Regions from separate parts of the Drosophila melanogaster genome. Here region 1 is linked to region 2. A link is a contact called in public Hi-C data. All regions are on one chromosome and are shown on one strand. Each heading gives the region's core, a stretch centred on a gene start, on an enhancer-like site or on the middle of the called end of the contact. The rest is flanking DNA. Distances are from core to core; before and after follow the strand shown. Region 1 holds the start of Sirt2 (Sirtuin 2). Region 2 holds the start of cic (capicua).

Evidence for each region. Hi-C and Micro-C count contacts between places; a contact is called where the count stands out from the background.
Region 1: a Hi-C map of the Kc167 cell line shows a contact between it and region 2, with 4 times the contacts expected there. The contact joins the promoter of Sirt2 here to the promoter of cic in region 2. A contact is called at or near these places in 7 of 107 Hi-C or Micro-C datasets (the Kc167 cell line, embryo, gastrula embryo and 1 more).

The regions. Positions count from the first base shown.
Region 1 is chr3R:20,326,806-20,332,327 of dm6, reverse strand. It overlaps Sirt2 (Sirtuin 2), which reads right to left and starts at 3,863. Exons shown (of 4, transcript NM_001300493.1): 1 at 3,655-3,863; 2 at 3,508-3,599; 3 at 3,355-3,451; 4 at 1,413-3,299. The coding sequence starts at 3,739. The coding sequence ends at 2,413. It overlaps CG4360, which reads left to right and starts at 4,325. Exons shown (of 3, transcript NM_142622.3): 1 at 4,325-5,455. The coding sequence starts at 4,792.
Region 2 is chr3R:20,250,668-20,256,497 of dm6, reverse strand. cic (capicua) reads right to left here and starts at 3,728. Exons shown (of 18, transcript NM_001275826.1): 1 at 2,645-3,728.

The DNA of each region.
Region 1 (5,522 bases), core at 2,614-5,113, 76 kb before region 2:
TATTCATAAAGATTGCGCTACGATAACCACGCATGTATTTTAGAGTAAACGACCATTAAATATGTTTGTGGCCAGGGCCTAACAATCAATGGCGATCCCAGCTTTATTAGCCCCGTCTGAGTTATTGGCCTTGTTCAAAATGGGTTCTCTGTTTGGGCGCTCAATCAATTCCCGGCCAAGCTGTGCGCCACACAATCATGTTAAGAATTCAATATCAAAGCGCGAGCGCAGCTGCCGCTGATGACATCGTGGAATGTCCACGATTTCATCAACCCCCCGCCTTTCTTACCAAGCCATTGATGAACAGGCTCGCAGCGAGTAGAGGGGGTGGTGATGGTTGAAGCTTGGGTCTGATTCGCAAGCATCGCATTTTGATTACAAATATGAAACATGCTCACTCAAATATGACCTGCCCCCTCCCTCGGTTACCACAAACCCGGCTTCCTCAATGGCGTGTGTATGGAGTGCACTTAATGGCGTTCCGCATTTCTCGCAAGGAGGGGTGAAAGTCAAGTTAATATTGAGCCAACTTGACTCAATTTTGACTGAGTGGGCCGAGACACTGACAAAAAGCTAGAAGAACCTATTTTCTACGTTAGGTCATCTACAAATAATATAAAAAGATGAAAGGTTTTCCAGATAAATATGATTTAATTTAAACATATTAATATAGCTAATGCCATACAAGAGTCATACTTTTTATTGCACAACTAAATATACAATACAATCTTAATTTTATATCACATCCTTGTGAAAAAAGGAATATTATGAAAATTTAATTATTTAAACATTTTCGCGTCAATTGATTAAAAATTACATATAACACTTTATAAGCACAATAGTTAGTGTAAAATCCCAAATAAGAAGACTTTACTCGTTGAGTTTTTGTAAGAAACTGATTTTATTTGGAAATATCTTCGGTTTAAATAGGTGACATGAGAATCGCATCTTAAAGTAAATGGCCTACGCAGAGGCCTAAGTAAATAGTCCCCGCCTTATCGAGGTCCCACGCTCGGGCACATCTGCCTATCTTGAGCGGCGAGGACCTTATCTGTGGTCTCCCACTAAGGGACTATTTTAGGAGGCGGGGAAAGATCTCAAGTGACTGACTCATGTAGTGTGCACTTAAATTACATGTTTTTGAGCAATGCACCCATGTCGCCTTAGATAACAAAATCCTAAATATAATTTATCGCTCTCGATTCATTTACATAAGATATGAACGGAGCCCAAAATTGTAAGTCTTTAAATATATTCGTGTTCATGTGTGAACAGTTAGTCTGAATATTTCTTTTTCGTATTTATTTTTATGTTTCAAACTAATCTTTGTATTGAATAACGTAACGTGATGAGCTAATCGATATTTATTTAACTTTTTCATGCGAACACAAATAATTTTTATTTGTGCAGCAAAACATTCGCTGAGAAGGCAAGACTCGGGAAAATTGCACATAGACAAGATCTTAGGCCATTAGCTTTAATTGCAAAAGTTTTGGGCCAAAAGCAAGTGCAATTCCAATGGCAACAGCAGTGGCAGCTGAAACTGCAACAAATTGCGTGGCTATCAATATTTCCGTGGCTGCATTTGATTTCCTAATGCATCTGCAGCCATTCATGTCCCGAAGTTGACAGGCTGGGATGCCTCCCATCATACCATGCATCCACCTCCGAACCGTCGCCCCTGTCAACGATTAACAATATCCGGTTGTGTACCCCGGCAGTAGCTATCCGCTGGCCCGATTGCGAGCTTGGTTTTAATTAGTCCTGCCCGTACGTATTTTCTATTGGCCAATTCACCGCAGAAGCTTCATTACCGGTCTACCGTGTGTGTCTCTTTCGCTTTGTGCGTGTGTGCTTCTGCAGGACAGATTGCGAGTCATTAAGTTGATGCAGCAGTAGCAGCAGCAGCAGGAGGAGGAGCAGGAGCAGGAGCAGCATCCGTGTAAGCCACACAAACAGGCAGTTAGAATGCCACATGCCACGCCCACAGCAGCGGTCGAGCCATGTCGAGGGGCTGGGCAGCTGTAACTGAATCGAAATCAGCATCAGCACCAACACCAACACCAGCATCGAAATCCATAGCCAAGCCCGGATCAGAGCAGAAAACGAAACAGAAACATGTCGAGAGTTAACCTTTGTTGGCGGTTTGCTGCTTTTTGTGCGCCGGAAACGGCAGAGCAACTCAATCAGTTTTTGCGGTTTATGGTGGCCCGGCCAAAAGGGACACGCTAATGGCTCACAAATGGCACTTGAATAATTGAATGCCGGAAACGGAGGAGAAAGAAAGCTCGCGGTATTAGCCAGCAATGCCTGCGCTTGGCATTGTCCGCTTTATACACGTAATCCACATGTAAACAAATTGCACAATTCAACTACAAATTAACTACGGATGTTACTAACTAATCTTAGGGTCTAAAGCGAAGCATCCTTCTTGTCCCTATCGCCCGAAGTCATCTTATCCGGGTCCGATTGCGGTTTCTCTTTGCCTTGTTGCAGCTCCTCACTATTCTGGCTGCCGCTCAGTTTCTTCCTTTCACTTGTAATTAGCTGCTGCAGCTCTTGGTCCCAGCCCAAGGCTTTGGCCAGAGCCATTACGCCAGCATCACAGTCGCCCAGAAAGGCCACATCCCTAGTGTTATTGGGCTTATCGAAGAGTAGCGATCGCGTGTTGGGATCCATAAAGAGCACACAGCTGGCCTGACCCACTGCATCGCGATTGATCAAGAGGCGAATGCAACGTGGTCCTGGTCTCCACACCAGTGAAGCAAACGGTTGCACTTCCAACGATGTGCCCATGATGATCAGCAGATCGCAATCCTGGAAATCCTCTTCAGGACTGGAGTAAAATCTCTTTGGCAAGTTTTCGCCAAAGAAAACAATGTCTGGTTTAACAACGCCTTGGCACTTTTGGCATTTGGGCAGACGATCGGCGAAGATCTCCGCCTTCATCCAGTCCATGTCGTACTCCTTGCGGCACTTAATGCAGTGGTTGGTGTGGAAGCTGCCATGGGCCTCAATGATCTTGTCCTCGGGCAGGCCAGTAAGCCGGTCTAGCGTGTCTATGTTCTGGGTGTAGTGGCGCTGCAGTAGTCCCTTGTCGTTAAGCAAACGGATAAAGTAGTGGGCCGGCGTGGGAATGAAGGATCCAGGGTAAAGTTCCTTGGCCAGTGCAAAAAACGGCGCTGGATTCTTTTCGAAGTAGTCCAGATCGAATATGGCCGTAGGATGTGGCAGCTCGTACTTCTTCAGATTGCTGTATAACCCGGAACCTGGGGATCTGAAATCCGGAATGCCAGCAGCTAGGAATGGCGATAACTTAGTAAGTTTTTACAATGGTATATAGAATGTACCAACATGTAGATATGCCGGCTCCCACCATGGTCACAATCTTGCGGAAACCATGCACACGCCAATGTTCGGCAAAGCCGTCAAAACTCAAATCTGGAATAACCTGCAAATTTGCGATTTAATCAATATGATAATCAAATTATCGGGTGCTCCGCTCACCTTCTCTACTTTAACTTCCTCCTTTGCGTCCGAGGAGCCGCCGAGATGTAGAGTGTTTGCAAAGAAGCGTCGAACCTTATCCATTGTGTCGTCTAGAATTCAATTCAATTAATGAGTGACAGTAAAGACCTAACTATTTAGACTAGCCTGGGGCCTCCTCGTCGTCGTCACTGGACGAGGAATTGGAGGGCGTCGTCGGTTGTTCCTCCTTCTTTACTTCGATGTCGCCCATGGTAAACAGATTCACCTTCCGGTGAAAGTATGTAAATCTGAGGATAGTGTGATGAATTCTCCCAATTGTTTATGTTGCGTTTTGTTTTAACGTAAAAAGCAAAACAAGTTCTGACAACTATCGATAGGTTTAGGCTAACGAATAAGTTATCTCTAACAGCTATTAAAAAGCTAGAATTTTAATTTCATTGCTTATTGATTTAGATTTTAAAATCAAATTTGTGCGAGCAAACCAAAATATTATAATTACTTTAAGTAGCCTATCAATGAAAGATTTTTATTTAACAGCGATTTATTAAGGGTCGCAAATAAATATGTGTTTGTAACGGTTAGAACATATTATGACTCATTAAACAAAAAGGAACCGAATAATAGAATAACTAAAGCTAAGAAGGGCGCAAAGTTACAAAATCGAGTATAGATAAAATAACAATTACACTTTGTTGATATCTGAATATAAACTAATTGAAAGGTTAAAATCAGCTGAATTGTCAGCACGGAGTGTCCAAATAATCGATAGCTGTTATCGACCCACCCAGTGTTAGGCTCTCTAGCGCCACCAGCCCTGGCCGGCCGATAGTCGATTACTCGATGTTCGGCGGGGGTGCAGCTCTGCCCGTTCGCTCAGCCCTGGAAAACCACGCCAGTCATTTTTGTTTTGATAAGGATACGGATACAAAAAGAGCGTGGCCTGGAAAAACTGCAGAAACGGCGGAGAAAGCGCCCCAAAAGCGAGCGAAAACGGTGGAAACTGATCGTGGGGAAGTGCGCGACAAAGTGGCCGCGGATTCAGGCCCTCCCAATCGCTACGTGGAAGCGTAAGCAGCGTGTTGAAGAAGAGAAGAAGAAGAAGCAGCAGCAGCGCAGCAAAAGTACACAGAAGTGCAAACCAGACGACTGAAATAACAAATCAAAAAAGGCCCCAAAAGGAGCGGCGCAGTGGAAGCAACTGCGGGGGCGGGGAATGGCCGAGGGTCGTCGGTGGCCGCCATTGTGTAACGCCGCCGATGGGCAGACTGTAGATCCACGCTAGGATCATATCTCTCGAATATCATGCATCTGAACCATGCGACAGCCGCCACGGCAGCCATGGCCAACTATCAGCACTACCAACTGCCAGCCTCCCATGGCGGTGGCGGCGGAGGAGGAGGTGGCGGTGGCGGTGGAGGAGGGAGTAATGGTGGATCTGGACCGGGTCCCAACTCGGGACAGCAGCAGCCCACCACACTGGCCAGCCTGCAACAGAGTCCCTTTGCGCTGCATCAACTCACCGCCGTGCAGGCCATCCAGCACCCTACCCACCAAGCCATGCTCCATCCACAGCACCCGCTGGTCCATTTGCTGGACATATCCACTACAACAGCGAACAGTGGCGGAGGAGGCGGGGGCAGCCACACGCCCATTTCTCCTATGAAACAGGAGGTGCAGAGCGTGATTAGCGAGGAGGAGGTGGTGGTGGACGATCCGCGCAAGAAGAAACAGTGCCACGTGTGCAAGAACAAGTTCCGGCAGCTGACCACGTTACGCAACCACATGAAGATCCACACGGACGAGCGGCCCTACAAGTGCAAACACTGCGACAAGGCCTTCCGCCAGATCTCGACGCTAACCAACCACGTGAAAATCCACACCGGAGAAAAGCCGTTCACCTGCAACATCTGCGCCAAGGACTTTCGCCAGCAGAGCACCTTGATCAATCACATCAAGACGCACAAGGGTGAGTGTGTGGTCGCATCGTCCCAATAGACCTTATGACCTAACTCTATTTCTCGCTTCGCTTACGG
Region 2 (5,830 bases), core at 2,479-4,978:
CATCCATTACAAATGCTTTTCTTTGCGTTCCGTGCTTATACATACATATTTCGATCTGGGCATGACTGCTCCGTATTTGCCTGAATGCCCTTCTGTCTGGGTTTTTTAATGCCCTACATGATCTGGTTTTGTCGTGTATTGGGGCAATTTCAACTTTTTGATGGATTGTTATTGAAGTTTTGCTGTTTGTTGTTTGTAGCTTATGTGGCTTATTTCAGCTTTTTAATGGTTCTCATCTCGGTTTTTGTAGGATATCTAAACAAAAGATCTTGGTATACAAGTATTGCGTAAGTGTGTTTTTCTCTAGTCGTAATAGATGATTATTTCAAGGTTTTAACAAGATTTTCGGAGAATTATGCTTACAGCATTGAACTAATGACAATATAGTAGAAAACCTAAAGGCCTAAGACTTTAAGATTTATTGCTCTGAGGAACATGAAAAAATTACATTCATGGATACCACCAAGGTGGAAGATTATGATGCACGATAAGGGTTCCTGAAGCAAAGTTCGGAAAAATAGTACCTTAAAGCTCTAGGATTTAGATCTTTTTAGTTTCTAAGCTTACCATTTAAACAATGCACTTAACAAGAACGTTTGCCTAGTATTACTAACTTCTGTGAACTTGTTGCGACCTGACTTGCAATTTGTGCATATTAACCATGTTGTAAATAAGTTCCATACTTCTTTTTAATATATATTGTTTTAGGAGTAACTGCGTCGAAATTTCTACCAGTGCATTGGCCTAATTGAGAAACTAGCTTCAATACCAAAATTGGCTCATTGTCCTGGCCATAAAAGGCACACACACACTCAAACACACCATCAACGCGATGTAATAAAAAATCGAAACAAAAAAATAACTAGGCAAGAAAAACGTGCCATGCCTCGAATAATGAAGTTAATAATAAAAATGAAAAGAGAAACATTTGCCGCTAACGATAAACCAAATTTGTACAAATAAAAAAAATTAATAAACAATCGGCGTGCGCGTTTCTTTCGCTGTGTGTGTGCGTGTGAGTGAATAACTAAGTTTTTGCCACCAAAGTTGGATTTGCCATGCCATACTAATACTATACCCATATGTACATATGTACAATATATATGCACAAACCGAAATCGTAGACATAGCAACGGGTTTATATTTCTGTACCGACGACTTGCCAATTAGCAACAAAAGTTCTTGCGGTTGATTAATTATTCTAAAAATTCAATAACCCCACCTACCCGTATGAGCGAATGACAGAAAATAATAATAGAACAAAAAACTGTTTTTAAGGTCAGCACGGGGAGTGAAATCTGCATTATAAATGTCGTTGAAACACGCCTTTTTGTTGTACACGCATACGTTTGCACTTTGTAAAGAGGGCATTTCAAATATGTTTTTTTTCGAATATTACCTTGTTTTTTCTGAATTACTTTAATTCTTAAATGTGTAAATTTCAATTCCGATTAAGCATTAATCTCTGTATTATGTTTCATAGTGACCACTGTACTAACTCGCTGTATGTATGCATTACTTCTCCCATTGTTGTTGTTGCTGCTGCTGCTGCTAAGTGCGTCTAGTAATTTGCTGATAATTATCAACAAATGGGCGCTCACGCACATTCAAATGTAAATTAGGCAGTAGAGAGGGTGGGAGAGAGCGACTAGAGAAAGAGAGGGAGCATTTGGTCCGGGCAGACGCAACAATAGCAATAACAAAAGCAACGCATCGCTCAAATCTCATGCGATGCAGTTGCCAGCGAGAGTTTTGTTGCTAATTACATACACACATCGATGGCCAGCCAGTCAGAGTGCAAGTGCGTCTGTGTGTGTGTTTGATGAAGGGGAGTGGGGGCGGTTAACTTCAGTTGGCAACTGTGGGACCAATGTACAGCAAAAGAGGCTGGTACAGTGTTCAAATTAAATTGATTTGATTGACGACAGTTTTTCTATCAATAAAAAAATTTAAAAAAAACATCTTAATACAGCAATATTGTTTCCCGTGCACCATGATTTTATTAACTCATTTGTGGTCCACTAATTTTCATATACTAATCATGATTTCCCTAATAAAATCCACCAAAACCAGTAACTTTAATGGTTAGCTAATTTCAGTAGCTGATTTTCACCCCATTGTTTTTGTTTACAAAAAGGCAGAGCTTAATTTGAATTTCAACATTTCACATTTAACATATCAATGATAAAGAATGCATACATACACACGCACATATTAATTCTAGGAGCTATTGTTACGACTTTTTTGTATTTTATGAACAATATGATGTGCAAATGTTTAAATGTTGAGGCTTAGGGTTTATTTAACAAATGAATAGAATTTCTTGAATACAAATTTTGTGGCCTGACCAGCTACAACAAATACACACGGTCACACTGAGACCCACCGCTCTCTTGCCAACTCTCTAATTCCCAGAGAGCGGGGGTGTGCTGGTATGTGTATGTGTGCAAGTTGTGGAAATGAATGAAGCTCTGCTTGCCAACAACGTAAAAGCAAGTGTAAGAGCAAGCCCGGAAGAGGGGGAACAAGAGAGAGAGAGAGAGAGACTGGGGAAGTGAGATGGCGAGAACGGAAGCGGGAAGGGAAATACAAAATTTTCCAATTGGCAAGCACATACAACATGGGGTAAAAGAATTTCGCTTACCGTTTTTCGCTTATTGACGTAGGCGTCCGTTTCTCTCTGTACGTATATGTTTACGTGTATGGGTGTTTATTGCTGTTTTTCTCTTTTATTTTATTTGCTCGGCTTGTTTTTGTTATGCAAAAGGCATAGACTTTTTCGGGTTTTACACGTTAAAAACACAAACACTTTAAAAATTATTTAACTGCTCGCTAAGCCGTTGGTTCTCGCTCTCCCGCGCTGCAAATGCACTGCAAACAAAATGTTGGATTATGGCTGGCTGGGCTTTACAACTTTTCCACGAGCAAAACAACGCACGACTGTGGAAAACGCGAACCGACGAACCGAAAACCGTGAAAAGTGTTCATTCATTGAGGAAAATTGAAATGAGCGCCTAGCATGTGACTCTCTCGCGATTGCTCTCTATGTCTCTCTATCTCTCTTGCCCACACTCGATTTGGGGGCCAGTGTTGCCAACTCAGAGCATAGAGCAGAGCCCAATGCCAATAAGCCGAATCGGGGAAAAGGAGTAAGCAAAGCAAAAAGCCCTGCCTCAGATACTCCAATTCTGATTCGAACTTATTAATTATTTAATTGGGATTCTCGGGCAGCAGTATTGTGGGCTGGCAACACTGCTCCTCTGCACAGACAGCGCGTCGACGTCAGCGTGTTAGTGTTTGTGTGCGTGCTGCGCTCGCTCTCTTTTCCTCATTCACACTCGCACCCTCTCTGTCGCACGCGCATTTTCGATTGATTGTTGTTGTTATTATTATCTTTATACGAGCTTAATCCAATATTTAGCCAGTATCTATGCAGCCCAGTTTGTTTTCCCAGCTCTCTGTTTCACTTGTTTTCACACCTACACTTGTGCGTGCGCTCGCGTTTGTGTGCGTAAGTGCCTTGTATTTGCAAACGAATTTAATTTGCGACACCTAAAAATCGAACAAATGTCGCCACAAACCGTTTTATTCACACAAAAGCCTGCAGGCGCTGCCCGATTTGGCTATTATTGGGGTTTTGTGCGCGGGGCACAAGAGCAATTCACAGGAGCTCCACCTTCCGACATCCGCGACACGTCCGTGCGATTCCGAGCATGAAGTGAGAATCTGCTGGAGACCATTTGCCCCATTTGAGAAAATACCCCCAAAGTGGGACCGTTGGCCGGATTGGGCAAAATCTTACAAGTTGCGTGGCAAAGGCGAATGATACGGTTACACTGGCGCCGCGAGCGGGTGCAACCAAATGTTGTAACTTTTCGGTGATAGAGCGATATATAAATAAATAAAAATTGTAATTGCTTCTTAACATTTACTTTTAGCATGGTTTGCGAATTTATACAAAGATTGTATGAACTGGCTTGTGTACAATCTATCGTTAAGTTAGTCAGTACACGAACCTCTACAGTTCTACACTTCAGTCTGGCAATGCCCAACGTTCTTAAAAATTATGAAATTGTGGTAGCACTGAAAAATATCTGCCACATTTATATTCATTTCTTGTAGAGTAAAGGGGTGTAATATTGCTATTATTGTTTTTAGGTTTTATTGTTTAAGTTAAGTTACTTATATAATATAGTACTGTGTGCAGGAACTTCGGCTGTGTAGGTTGTTTATGATAATCTTCTTTGAATGCATTATTTACATGTAGTAACTTAGTCCAATGTTGTTCAGTTGTTTGGATTATAATAAAAACTAGCATAGTATTATTTACAATTTATGTTACTTTCTTTTTTATTAATATTTCGATTTTATGGAATAGGACAGTTCCTAGGAAATGTGGCATTTATAAAAAGATCAAGGCATCTGTCGGTCTTAAAGATGGTCTGTTTGGTTTAAATGTTACATATGAGATTAGTTCTTAAGATTTGGAGAGATGTCCTTGATTTGATAAAAGGCGTGGAAGAAAGTGTTTTCGAAACTGTAAGGTATATATATTCCGTCTGTCTTGATTTTCCTTCCGTCGAGATTTAGGAAACTTTAAAATCAAAGCCAAGTAAATGTAGATGATTTATATAATCTTAAATAGGTAAGGTAACACTTAAAAACAAACGTGTATCAACAAAAGTTTTTACGAATACGTAATATGCATAATATGCATAGGCATATGCATCCCAGAAAATTTCACAACTATTAAAACATTTAATAAACCAAAATACATTGTTGAAGGCTGTTCAAAATAATCCCCAGAGTAAATAAAAGCTAATGATTGGCAAGCCAAATTTTAAGTGTGACAATAGTCATTTAATTTAAGTACCGCTCCATTTGAGCTTGAGCTTAAAAACTTCTCATTAAACTCAACTTTCTTGAGTGGATAATTTATGAATGCACTATCCTCAAATGAGACCGCTCATATGGAAGGAGCCGTAAAAAGTGCAAACATTCATCAAATTCGCGCCGGAACTTTGGAAATATGAAAACCGCGCTATGTGATCCGTGCACCTGGTGCCGTCTAGCGACATAAATTACGCATACGTCGTGTTAACCGTGGGAAAACATATAAATGTGTTTGCACCCACGCGACAGCGGCAAAAAACAAATTGTTGTACCTTCTGTTGCTGCTGCTATTATTGCCATAACTTTGGACTTTTATTAGCAGAAAACTCTCGGAGCGAATTTTGGCTCCATCAACGAAGAGGCAGCATTTCCAGTTTAATGAGCTGAAAAGTGCAAGTTGAGATACGCAGGTCCCGAAGTATTAGGTTCATTTGATTAATTGGTGGAGCTGGAAAATTTTGCGGCCTAAGTCTTAGTTTTCGAGCACATCAGTGCACAACATTAGAGAATCCATTTATAAAGCTTATAGCAAAACTCTAATAATGATAGCTGCAAAGTGATTTACAATTCTTGAATTAAAATCTATTACTTCTAATTCCTCTATAAATAAAATATATTTAAGTATCCAACAATTTACACTATAAAATAAAAATGACAGAAGTTATAAAACCATGTAAGATATATGCTTATTGCAATAACTTAAAAAATGATTACGGATCTGAATATTAAACTAGGTGTACTAAACATTATATATTTTCCACCCAAATATGTGACAGCTTCAATGGATCATAAAAATTTACCAGTTTGTTTAACACATTAATTAGGATTTACGTTGCAGCAGCGAGGGGAGAGAGATTTTGTCGTTGATTTTGGGTATTTAAAATAATAATCTCAATTAGCTACACCTGCCATCAAGTTTTTATGTCCGCATGTGTGA